Regions from separate parts of the Anser cygnoides genome. Here regions 2 and 3 are each linked to region 1. Evidence: chromatin contacts called from public Hi-C data. All regions are on one chromosome and are shown on one strand. Each heading gives the region's core, a stretch centred on a gene start, on an enhancer-like site or on the middle of the called end of the contact. The rest is flanking DNA. Distances are from core to core; before and after follow the strand shown. Region 1 has its middle 24 kb from the start of IRF2BP2. Region 2 overlaps TOMM20 (translocase of outer mitochondrial membrane 20). Region 3 overlaps TOMM20 (translocase of outer mitochondrial membrane 20).

Evidence for each region. A called contact is a pair of places that touch in the nucleus more often than the background predicts.
Region 2: a contact with region 1 is called in a Hi-C map of liver, with 1.9 times the contacts expected there. The contact joins two enhancer-like sites. A contact is called at or near these places in 4 of 7 Hi-C or Micro-C datasets (fetal liver and liver).
Region 3: a Hi-C map of liver shows a contact between it and region 1, with 3 times the contacts expected there. The contact joins two enhancer-like sites. A contact is called at or near these places in 2 of 7 Hi-C or Micro-C datasets (granulosa cells and liver).

Annotation. Positions count from the first base shown.
Region 1 is chr3:42,617,837-42,621,947 of Taihu_goose_T2T_genome, reverse strand. No RefSeq gene overlaps it. Among named protein-coding and RNA genes, the nearest start is that of IRF2BP2, 24 kb to the right of the region's middle. Within about 2 kb of position 2,072, at least 3 of the 3 cell types and tissues checked have open chromatin away from gene starts, as enhancers often do. A contact at or near this core is called in liver, where this site is marked.
Region 2 is chr3:42,431,555-42,435,665 of Taihu_goose_T2T_genome, reverse strand. The region is part of intron 5 of TOMM20 (translocase of outer mitochondrial membrane 20); the gene reads right to left. Among named protein-coding and RNA genes, the nearest start is that of TOMM20, 17 kb to the right of the region's middle. Within about 2 kb of position 1,900, at least 1 of the 3 cell types and tissues checked has open chromatin away from gene starts, as enhancers often do. A contact at or near this core is called in liver, where this site is marked.
Region 3 is chr3:42,469,543-42,473,653 of Taihu_goose_T2T_genome, reverse strand. The region is part of intron 5 of TOMM20 (translocase of outer mitochondrial membrane 20); the gene reads right to left. Among named protein-coding and RNA genes, the nearest start is that of TOMM20, 55 kb to the right of the region's middle. Within about 2 kb of position 2,188, at least 1 of the 3 cell types and tissues checked has open chromatin away from gene starts, as enhancers often do. A contact at or near this core is called in liver, where this site is marked.

The sequences.
Region 1 (4,111 bases), core at 823-3,322:
CATGAGATGTGACTGCTGGGGCCAAAGAGGAAGGCGCAAGGTGTGGTTTGGCCCTGGAGAGAGACTCAGCACATCTGGCTTAACCTCCCAGCTCTGCTGCTGACATCCTATCGTTTTATCTCTCTTGCTTTAGTATAGCAATTCAACAGCACCAAAACTAATTGGTTGTGCTTTTAGGGTTAGATAATCTGCTGAATGGCCCTTAAATTCTCCAGTCTGAAGCAGCAAGCATAACGTGCCTCTGCTGCAGTTGTCAGCCCGGAGAGAGCAGCTTCATGCTGCAGGGAGCTGCAAGGAGGATACAGAGGGTGCATCCACTGAATGCCACCTCCATCACCTCTGTGAGCGAAGCTTCACAGGTTATCTCCAACGTTTCCCTGGAGGGGAAAAGAAATAATCGCAGCTTTCCTAATTCAGTCCCTGCTTGGTGGGCTTCCTGCTGCCTGGAGCCACCCGATGGTGTCCATGCTCACCTAACCTGCTGTGAGTTCAGCCTTCCCTCACTTCATTTCCTCAGCTGCTAAATGATACTGAAGTCACAGCTGGGATTCACACCACAGCGGACTGCTGCACCAAAACGAGAACCTCCATGAGAACGCCTCTCAAAATAATGAGAGGTGTGAAGCAAAACTGGTGCCCATGTAGTGCTGGCCACCTGGACTCACTTGGTGTTTTGAGATGGCAGCTAGCTGTTTATAGCAGCTGCCTACATGAGCAGTGTTGTTCTTTATTTTACAACCTCACTCTGAGTTTCCTCGAGTACCCTGCTGACATGGGGCGAATTTGGGGAGTAGTCTTTCCTCCCTTTTCCCAGAGCAGCAAACATCTGGGACTACTGAGATACCGTCATCTTGTGGCATTGGCTGGCTTTATTCTTTAATGAGTTTTTCTGTAACGACTTCATGATGTTTCTCCAGGGAGGACAACTGTCTCATCTGAAACCTCGTCTCACATGCTCCTTTATAGAAGGATGTTTTATGCTAAGGCTCTTGAAAGAATTTCCTTTTGTGCTCTGTCCCCACCTTTCCCTGTTTAATTCCTCCCAAATGTCTCTCTGATGCTTAACCTGCGGGTCGCCCTGTTCACCAAAAACAAAGCAAAATGCTGTTTTGAATAAGCTTGGGATACATGGATGTCATTTCTGAACATTAGCAGGCCACATGATACTACCAACTTTATTTGATCCCATTTGCTGGAACAGCCTGAATTTCTCAGGGGCAGGTTTTTCCTCCTGGTTCATTATTGTTCAAACCCATCAAGCGAATGGCTGTGGAGCGGAAGCTTGAATGGGCTTGTTTAATGAGCAGGCGAAGTCATTCATCTGCAGCCTCACGGTGCTGCAGCAAGGCTACATCTCCCCCCTCCTGGTTTTCCTTAAAGAGTTTTCCTGGTTTTCCTCCCCTCCTCGTGGCATGACACAGCCAGCAAAGCAGCTGCGGCCGGCGTGTGTGCAACGCTGTCGTTTAGCATTGCTTGGGATATACCAGCCTCCTTTTCAGCCTGCTCCCTGCCCGAGCTCTGCCCACACCTTCATGGTTATTGCTGGGACTGCTGGGGCAGCTGTTGTGCTAAACCGTGGCAGGGAAATGGCCCTGTTGGTGCTGCCACGGAGGGCGCAGACACACCGTGACCCCCAGCACCTGCTGGGTTTGGAAAGCCAGCCCTGCACCCACAGCACGGGCATGCCCCCGGCAGCGTGGGCTGCATGGAGCTGGTTTACTCCCCTGACTTGCCCCACAGCTGGATCCAGGATCAGGCCTGCAGCTGGCGTGAACCGGCCCATGGAAATTCGGTGGAGCCCTGCCAGGCAGCAGCAGCTGAAGCGCTGGCACCAGAAGCTATTTTTTATGCATAAAACTAGCTATTTTTGCATGACCTTTGGTTTCACAGCAGCACCAGAAAAGCGTGCAGGCTGCCTTTCCCTTGCGAAAGCGCGAATGGAAGATTTTTTTTTTTTTTTTTGCTGGACGCTTGCTTCAAAGACGCATTCAGGGCAGATAAGTGATAGCATCTGTCAGGGTGCCATTTTTGCACTGCGCAGCCAGCGTGGGAGCACTCCCTGTCCCCCTGCTCCCTGCCTGCTAAAAACAACTGAAACTAATTACATACCAGGAATACCAGCGTCCCCGCAAAGCCTCTGCCGCACAGCGGCTCTCCCTCGCTCCCTTTTTTCCCTTCCGCCTGATTCACCAGGGCTTTGGCCGCGCTCCAGGATTTGGGAGGGTGGGGGAGAGGCAAGGGGGGGGGCTTGGGAGGGCAGCGGCTTTTTGAGCTCACCGACAGCCTCCCCTCGCTGCGGTCCTGTGCGCTCATTTCCACTTCACAGATGCTGCTGAGCTCTGCCATGGGGAGACAAATCCCAGAAGTGGAAGGGAGCGTGGCGGGGAGGGAGAGGATGAAAGCAGTGAAGAGCTGCATTTATTAAGCTGTTTTTCTTTCAGTGAAAAGAAGCATTTATCAGTGATTTCATATAACATGTGAGACGTGGCTTCCTGCCAGTTTTCTAAGGATGCAAACAACCCGCTGACATCATATGCTAAATATAGGAGAGTTCCTGCTTTAGGTGAATAAATAATGCAGATGCAAAAGCCCAGGTCTTCAGTTACACGTTCATTAGGATCGGTCTGTCAGGTTCAGACAATCGAGAGAATAGCATCCAGCTTCAGCACCGAGTGATAGGTGAAGAATGCAAAACAACTGCAGACAATAGGTGATTAAGCAGATTTCCTTGTTCTCTGCTTTTTCTTACAGCTGCTGCGTTTCATGTCTGCAGCAACCCATGCTGCAGCTTTTCCAGCACAAGCTCTGCCGTGTCCCTCCCTTTTCCTTAAAGCCAAGCCTTAACGACAAGCATGGGTGGGGAGAAGCTGAACAATGAACGCAGCCAAAATGTGGAAACTTCCCCAGGCGCTTAGCGGGGGAAAAAAAACAGGAGAAAGAAAAGGAAGAAGAAAAAAAAAAAGAAGAAAAAAAAAAGCTCTGATCAGGCTATGCAAGCAGTAAAACTGCAGCAGCTCTGTATGAAGCAGAAGTTTTCCATGTCCTGTCAGAGAGAGGTTTTAATTAGGGTTTCCCAACGCTTAACACTCTTGATCCCTCTAGTATTTTTGTACGAGGCACCCATTTTAACAACTGGACGAGGAAACCTGTGGCAGGCTCCGTGGCGCATTATTTTAAGCTCTCAGAAAGTGCCCGGAGAAGGATTAGGGTTCATAATAAAATCTAATCAATACTTTTAGCCTTGCCTTCCTCCAGATCAAAGGCAGAGGGCAGGAGAAAGAGTCCAGAGCCATTCTCACTGGGTGGAAGGGAGACACGAGGGCAGGAAACAAGAAGACAATGCGCCATAAAAGCTGCCGCAAGGTGTTGGATCAATGACAACATCTGCATGAATCCTTCCCCTCGCAGCCCGGGCTACAAAAGAAGCTGTTACCATGGAAACTGGCGCAAAAGCATCAGGCAGAAGGGAGAAGGCTGTAATGAAAGGTGGGAGAGGGAATATTTTTAGATCGCTTAGGAGGAACGCTACCAAATGACATCATCCTATCTCGTTATTTGCACCAGTGCTATGTAACATGTTGCGGCGTCTGCCCCGGGCTGTTAAATGGAAAAATGTTATTATGCATGTGAATTATAAATACTGCGGTGAAACTCGAGCTCGGGAGTTATTAGACATCACTATTCTGTAATAAAGAAGAGCATTTAATACACTGTGCTGCACGGACTCACTGTACGATACAAGAAGCATTGTGTCTAGGATTTTAATGTTCCCAGAAAGTAATTATGACTCATCCTTTTATTGTTATTAAGAAGCAAAGTGCAAATAATTTTACACATTTGATATCCCACACATCAACAAGCCTCTTGCACTGGAGAAACATGGCCTACTTTTCCAGAGTGCTCCGTGCCAACATGCTTTGAGTGGATGTGGTAGTAGTTGTAGATGCTCAGCACTGCCAAAAAACCAACCACCCATTTCACATGTGAATGCCTCATTAATTTCAAAAATACAAACTGCACATTTCACTGTCTGCAGTCAGCTCCCTAGGTAGGGCCAGACCCCACTGAGAGTTAAGGACCTGGTAGATACCTGTGATACCTACTTGAATAA
Region 2 (4,111 bases), core at 651-3,150, 190 kb after region 1:
CTTTCAGAAGTCTGTCACAATAACCTAAAGGTGGTGATCCAGCAAAAACACTACCAGGCCTCTCCTCACCCTCTCCTCACCGCCTCCCACCATTAACACGGAGAACTGGCTTCAACGAGCAGGCATCATTATTAATTACAGCATTGTTATGCAAACAAAGCGTGCCTAGAGATGCATCAGGTCTGCATTCACATGGGACAAGAGCAAAATCTTCTTCCTTTTTCTTCCACTTCTTCTGGCGTGGGTAACTCCACCGCCTCGTTTAATCAGCTTGGAAGGCGGCCCAGCCAAGCACCTGACCCAGTTATAGGTATGTGCACAGGGACAGCGAGCCCATTGTGAGAAAACAAGGCCTTAGCACATTTCTCTGGCCGCCTGCCAGCCTCAGCACATTGGGCAAGTGACTCTGCCCGGCCACCGCGGTTACATCAGTCACCACCACCTCCCTGGATGTCATGGCACAGGAAGCGGCTGCCAGGAGAGAGCGAGGCAGCCACCGGGTTTTGAAACTGGCTTTCCAAAAAAACATTACAACACCCTTGCTGATTTCCAGTGGGTTTGTTCAGTTCCTCCCTTCCCGTGGAGACCACACGGATGTTGAAAGGGCATTTCACCCTGCCATCGAAAGGCAGGCTTTTGGGGCCGTTTCCCAGTTTACAGCGAGGGCCAGAACCAAACTCACAAGCTGCTATTTAGGGGAAAGAAACACAGATACACTTTTATTTTTTTGCAGAGAGCAAGAGTCTGTGCTGCTCCTTCCCAGCACAACCGGGAGGCAGGGCTGGAAGGCTCCTTCCCAGTGACTACAAAGCCCCCGCTGACCTCTCCCCCCTGCCCTGCTCCCCGCAGGCAGCTCAGACCGGTGTTCCCTGCCTTCCTGAGGCACCGGGTCCCAGAGGCGCAGGCTGGGACTGACAGCACCAGGGATGCGTGCGCTGCCTCGGACAAGGCTGGCTGGAGCAGCGCCGCTGGCAGAGCCCACAGCCAAATTCCACCCTCGGCTATTGCCCAAATGTAAATTTAGGGCAACTCCCCTCCACAGCGGTGACCCGGGACTTGTCCTGTGGGAGGGAGCAGAGCAGAATTTGGACAAAGAGATGGTGCTTTAGGACAACCATTCAGGGCTCGGGTGTGAGCACAATCACCTTATAAGAGAGCAAAATTGGCAAATGAAAATATTGCTCCTGGCACGCGAGTACTTCCATATTGATTCAACACTTAAAAATGCACTGAAGTGCGGATGCCCTTTCTTCAAACCCTCCAGCAAATTCACTTTCTCTCTTGGCACTCTCTCTCTCTCCTCACTCCTCAGCTAGTTTACCCTGATGGCAACAACTCCTACCTACATCAGCTTCTCAACTGCTGGACCCCGCTGATCTCTGTGCTGCCTCCTCTCATTCCCTTTTCTGCTTCACCTCCTATTTAAAGTGCTTCTAGAGGAGGAGCTGAAAGTTCTCCCCTTCCAAAACAACTGCTCTGCAACATAATACACCACAGGCCTGATTATCCTAGCGAAAGTAGGGAGAAATCCTTGCTGAGGTCTTGGTCTGGGAGGGGACACACAGTCATGCCTCACGCTGCTCACCTGCCCCTGGCCCTGCCTGCCCTGGGACAGGAGCCCCTGCAGGACTGCAAGCTGGCCAAGTCGGGGTAGCTGTTCTCAAGTCAGAGGCTCCGCAACGATTATTTGGCTTCAACATATCATATGACTTTGTTCTTCGAGTTACATTTTAACTGAGAAAGTTTAACAAGTATGACTTATGGGCTTCTAAAATTGGCAGCAGAAAAATGAGCTGAGGAAGTCATGGAAAAAAACCACAAGCGAAGCCATTCCATGTTATGCACAATTTCTGGGCTCTTTTTCCAATCTTCTGTTTTTTTGGACGGTGGAAAATATTTTCCAGCTACACAGGCCTGGCCTCACTGAGTACGTATTTATGCCAAGTTTATAAAAAGCAGCTGCAGACAGGGTTGAATGAAAGGATTACACTGCTGTCTGTCTTCCAGAAGGTGCTTCAGTTCACACCCTGTCCCACAGAGTGAGGCTCGTTTCTCAAATCTCCACGAATTTACGTAAAGAGGGACAAAATTTGAGCCTTGCAATAAGAACAAGTATGGCTGTGCATGTGAACGGGCATGGGTGTATGCATATCTACCTACCGAGCTAGCAGTGGTTCCTAGCTGCTGCTGTTTTGGGCTTTCAGTGCTAGAAGTTTACCACTGTTCCTCAGACCTCTTTGCACCCTGCAGCCCAGTCCATCTTCCATGAATACAGTGATGGGGAGAGGGCTTCCAGGCTCAGGACCCTGGTTTCGGTGTACAGCTGCCGCCTGCTTCACGTATACCTGCTCTCAAGCTGCTCCCGCTGAAATTCAGGCTTCACCAACCTCACGTACACCGAGGCTGCCAGGTTTTGAGTCCAAGAGGGATCACTGTAATCATGCAGCCTGACCTCCTCCACAGCACACTGCCACAGAATTTCAATCTGGAGCCTGCACAGCGGAGGCATAACCTTAATTTTCAGCCGTGTCTTGTCAGAGCCTTGGCCTGATACACCAGTCAGCAGAGGAGAGTTACAAATAATTCTTCACTCTCCTAAGCAGAATAGCTCCAGGGGAGGGGGGGAGGGCTGCAGGGAGGACACAAACTGAAAGTAAATGGAAATAAAAAAGGTAAGGTAGGTGGTAAACTGCAGATCGTATATTACAGATCCGTACCCTGCTGTTTTTGCAGTCAAGTATCTTAGAATAACAGCACTGAGAACGACAGCGTTACATCAGGAATATCGGTCAAGACAATATTTCCTGGCAATTGTTTGAGAAATGCTTTTCTCACAGCTAATTGCTCCCAAGAGGCTGTGTTTTCTCTGCTTTTAGAAGGCGAGCGATTAAGAAAGAAGGTTTTTAAACCTCTGCACCCTGCTGTGGGACAAAGAACTAAGGGGGGAAAAAAAAAAGGCAAAAAGAAAGAAAAGAGAGAGGCACAACAGCTGTAATGTTCTATGAAATGATTTTGTTCTGTTCTCTTGCCGGGGTGGTGGGTGCAATCATCAGTTTGGCAGAGATAAATACAGCAAAAAGCAAGAATGTTACAGGGACGGGGAGCCCCAGCTCGCAGAGTACCACATTGCCATCTAGCGGCACAGGCTCTGGCCGGCCCGAGCACCTGGGGCTCTGCAGGCTTCCACAGCTCTGCCCCCGTGCCTGTGTGCGCAGCAGGCACCTATGTGAAAACGGGGCCGAGTTTCCTTTCAGCGCTTTACAGCCGAGCTGGACAACTGCAAAACTGCTCGGTCTATAAACGGTAGGTGTAGGGAGGCGAGGCGAAAAGGGAAAAATGCCCCCAAGAGGAAGTTTAAGACCAACTTGGCTTTGCTGTGAAAAGCTGGTGTTCACACCGAGGCCTGCAGATTCGTGTTGCCCATTGCTGCCACACACAGAGCTACAGCAGCCTCATCACGTTCTCTGATTGTCGTATGGAAGTCTGCAGCAAGACAACGGGTTGGCAGGAACTACCTTGTTCCAAGGTGACGGGCACGAATCTAGAGCTGATGCCTTATACCCAACCGCACCGGACCAAATACCTCAGCACCACGTGCTCTGACGCTAGCCCCTACGGTTTAACTCCACTAAGTGCCTCGCTGATGACACACTTCCCTTTTATTCTGAAAAGAACACAAATGTTAGCCTCTCAACACTGAAAAAAGAAAAGCCGAAAAAGTCCCTCAAAGAGCAAAAGAAAGGCACTCAACCTTTGGAAGACACCCAGCAAAGGACAGCAAATTGATTATTTTGTGTGACCTTCACGTGGCAAGTTGAAAAGAAAAAGCAGCTTGGTCCATGTGAATTCTGATGTTCACTGAGAGGTGTGAAGCTGGAAAGTTCCGGCCACAGCAGAACCCCGCTTATCTAGGAAGCAAAACCAGTCCTAGTGCCTGAACTCCACCAGAAGAGACCATCATTTTGGGGAGCAATGGAAGAAGCCTTGCATCAGGAATCCAAGACCGCCCACAGAACTCTGCCTTTTGGCAAAGTGCTTTCTGCTCTTGCACTTCCCACTGGAAATATATGACCACTATCGCACCTTAAATGAGATGAAAGGTGATTAGGAG
Region 3 (4,111 bases), core at 939-3,438, 150 kb after region 1:
GCAAATGTGAGGCACAGCGAGGGCTGTCTGTAGGAAAAATCCTGACCTAAAATTTATACAGCGTGCAAGTCAAAGCCAATTATTCTACTGAAAATGGGAAAACAAAGAGGACCGTGATACAAGAATGAGCTGTGCAGAGGATCTGGAAAATCCAGAAATTAGCTTCAATATGCCTGTTTTGCACAGCAGCTTTGGAAAGATCTGCCAAACGTAACAGTTTCATTTGACAGTCATCTTCTGGCTTAACTTCTGAGCTGGCCGGTGGCCATTTCGTATTGCACAATAAATGCCTGCAAAATTAATCATAAACTCCCTGCCTGGAACTCCCAGTGCTGCTCTCCTGAAGGGTACCTGCAGGCTCTCAGACGCGCTGCCAGCAGCTCCACGTCTGTTTTCATTAATGGCCCAGCCAGCCAGGACAAACCGTCACAAAAACAACCCATGAACTTTATTCTTCCACTCCTGCCTCTGCACTCTGCTGGCCAAGCCACCTACCTTTGCATATGCTTCATGGCACCCACATGACGGTGGTGGCACAGGCACGCATCTGAGCCTCACACTATGCAGCCTTCCTTGTCACAGTTAACACTTAGCTTGCGAGGAAAGTCATGCGATCAGGGCCAAAGAACCGAGAGCTGCCTTCTGAAGTAGATACCCCGATCCTCTTGGTGGAGTACATTTACAAGCACTGCCTCAGGAAGGGTGCAACAACATCCCGGTGCTGCAGTACTGCCCGAATGCCCCACTTCTGCCAGAGGGCTCCGGCTCCAGCAGCTTCAAACCTGCAGGGGCCTCCATGCGGAAGCCTCCAGGACCAGGGTGCAGACTTGCTGTGCAGTTTTTTCTGTGAATCTAATTGAATTGTTCATTTGGGAAACGAAAAAAAAAAAAAAGAAAGAATGAATTGCATTCCGGTTATTTTAATTAGTTCCTCCTATTTAGCGCTCCTTGCCAACAGACTAAATTGAATTGATCACACAAACGCCCATGCAAAATACAAAGAAACCAAGTAGGATTTAAACATCTCCAGAAGAGAGAAAGAATGTATTTTCCTAACATCCCCCAAACCTACTTAATAACAAAACACTAAGGAATAAAATAAATGTGATTAAAACCAGAGATAGCAAGCAGCACACATTTTATTGCTATGTTTTCACTTCTTATTTCTTTTTAACAAGGATAAAAATTAACTTGTGCAACCTCAGCCAGGAAGTGAGTGGATCTTTGAACTCTGCCATCTGGCTAGTGGAATCTGTATTTTCGCCGCCTCGGGTTACAGGTTAATCCTGCCAATTCTGATTATTTGTAGAGGTAGCTGGCCTCTCAGAAGCTTTTATAGTCCCTGTCATGGAGAAGGCTGCTGCTGAGCAAAACATATGCACAAATCGCTGGGGTTATTGTGGCAGGGACATTGAGGAGGGAGGAGAGGAAAAGAGAAAAACCACCACCATCAAAAAAAAAAAAAAAAAAAAAAGGACGCCAACAGTTCTGGCTAATCTAAAATTATCCTTTTCATTACAAGAGAAGACGTTGCAACATGCGCTAGCGCCTTTGCCTCACCCTGCAAGTCAGCACAGACAGGAAGGCTGCGCGCGCCCCGCTCGTGGTGGAAGCCGAGCTCGAGCATGCCCAGCAGCTGGGGAGCCCCACGTGATGACAACAGCATCCAGCTCCATCTGGTGATGTGCTCCGGCCCCCCCGGGCACTTTTCCATCTAGCCTTGCAAGCAGCTGGATCAATTTACTCTAGCCTACGGTGCACTGCACAGGCACAGACTGAAATTATTACTCATGGAAATCCCCTCTGTTTCAGCGCTTTGAACAAGGCATCAGGTAGCTTTCAAGCTCCTGACAATTAATGGCCTTTGGTGGAGGGAGAGCAGCGCAAACACGCTGGAAGCTATGGGTTTCAAAACAGCTTGCTTAGTTTCTAGTAAATTAAAGGGAGTGGGTGGTTGAGGCACACAGTAATATTATCCAGTGCAGTGTGGTCTTCATTGACGTCAGCCGGACATTTTTTTCTCTTTCTCTCTGTCTGCCTGAAAGAGGCACGGGGAGGTTAGCTTTGTGACAACAGCATGGCTCACACGGCCCGGAGAACCTCCAGGTTTCCATCAACAAGGCCGGAGCACAGATGCTACCGTACGGCAAATTAGCAATACGAAAATATATGCAAGTCATTTCAGACGAGGAAAAAAGCTGCTGGAAACAGAAATCATGAGGGCTTACTGTACGTATCTCTCTTCATGTTGCATGATTAACTGTTCTGACTAAGACAACGCTCTTCCTGTGGCTAAGAACACATCCTCCTCTCAGATTTTGCTTGAAATAGCATATTTGACCATGACCCCTCCCCACAACTACTGTGCCCGTCCCAGCGTAGTTTTGTGGTGTCTATGACTGTGTTTTCTTAGTGTCACAGATCTCGTTGTTTTTCTCTGAGGCCTCCGCACTGTAGGCTGGATTCATCGTACAATAGCTGCCAGCCTCGCATTGAAAGTATGCCAAGAAGTTCAGCAGAAAATTTTTCTGATGCTCGCAGCAAACTTCTGGAAATGTGATTTCTGTGTGTGAGCATGCGCAGGGATGCGCTTGCAATGTTTTCGTGCACCACTACTTGTATACTAAATAAAAGCTGGCTGGTCAGCAAATAAAAGGATGCACAACAGCGAAGAAAAGTGTTGCAGGTAGGAAAAGAGACCCACCCCAGGCCCCAGATACCATATTCCCAATGAAATACAACACTGCAGTGCCTACATTTTCTGTGTGGGGAAAAAAAAAAAAAAAAGAAAAAAAGAAACACAAAGAATATTCAGGCCAGAAATTTTTTAGGGTCACAAAAGACAAAGGGGACTTCTTTATAACAAAAATGTGTACTAAAGCTGCTCTGCCAGGTTCTGACTCAACACAGACACATGCATACTTGTCAAAGTGGAAGATTTTTCCAGTAATCTAGTGGACTGAATGAGCTCATCGTGACCCACTGAGCAAGTTTTCTTAATACTCATTTTGAGCAAGGGAACGGCTTTGACTGGTGTTTGCACTCACTTGACTTTTCCCCTCTTCCCAAACTTTTGTTCCTTTCATAAACCACCCTTTCCATCAGGCTTTTCTTACTAAAGAGCCATTTTTTCCTCAGTGGGGCCATGGAACCTAAGTAAATATCCTTGAACCATCAAAAACCAGCTGCATTAATGAAACAACACCGCAGGCACTGTTGAATTGCAGAATCACCAAGACAAGCAAGGGAAAAGAGGGTTGTCCAGGGAAGCTGAGGTGTGTGGTCATTCCCCACAACCCCACAAAGACAGACAGTAGGACACCATGCAGACGGATGAGGGGTACGTATGAAAGTGGAAGATCATGACTCACTGCAAACAAACTACATGGCCTTTGACTTTGGCACCTTCTTGTCCTTTCATGTCCCCAACTACTGATTTCCTTGTGGTCATCTGTGCAGCCTGGTGCCACTTTGCCTGCTCTTCTGAGGGGCTTTTTTGGATGCTTTCTTAAACTATGAAACTGAAATTTGAGGGTATGCACGCTGCTGCAAACATTGAGGAAAAGGTCTTGAACGAAGTCATATTTGGCAGGGAAACTACAATTCCCTTGGGGCCACAGCCACAGGCTGGGCCTTGCTGTGAACTCCGCACCGCCTCGCGCTCCTGCCTTCGGGGAACTAGTCACAGATCACTGCAGATAAGCGTTGCACAACACCCGTCTGCTCTGCAGAGGTGCCTTCTGAGGTCCCTCGGACTGAGCTGTCCCTCAGGATTCATTCTCAGCCTTTATCAGTGCATTTTGGAGAAAAAAATAAAATAAAAAAAAAAAAAGCAAACACAGGGAATTAGGAGCTGCCCACAGTTATGAATCCGCAAGGTGGTGCCCACAGGTTAACACAGCCTGTATCCCCAAGCTGCTGCTCCTCAGCGTTAGCCACCAACCCATGCTCCCTTCTTCCACCGTCTCATCAAGGCCCGTGCATCAGTGCCCCAGCTGAGTGTGCCCAAAACTCAGCTGTGGCCGTAATGGCCCCCAGTGCCATTTGCCCAGCCAGGGTAGATGAGGCTGAAAGGAAATCCACAGGGGTTCTCCAGTTCTACTTTTCAGCT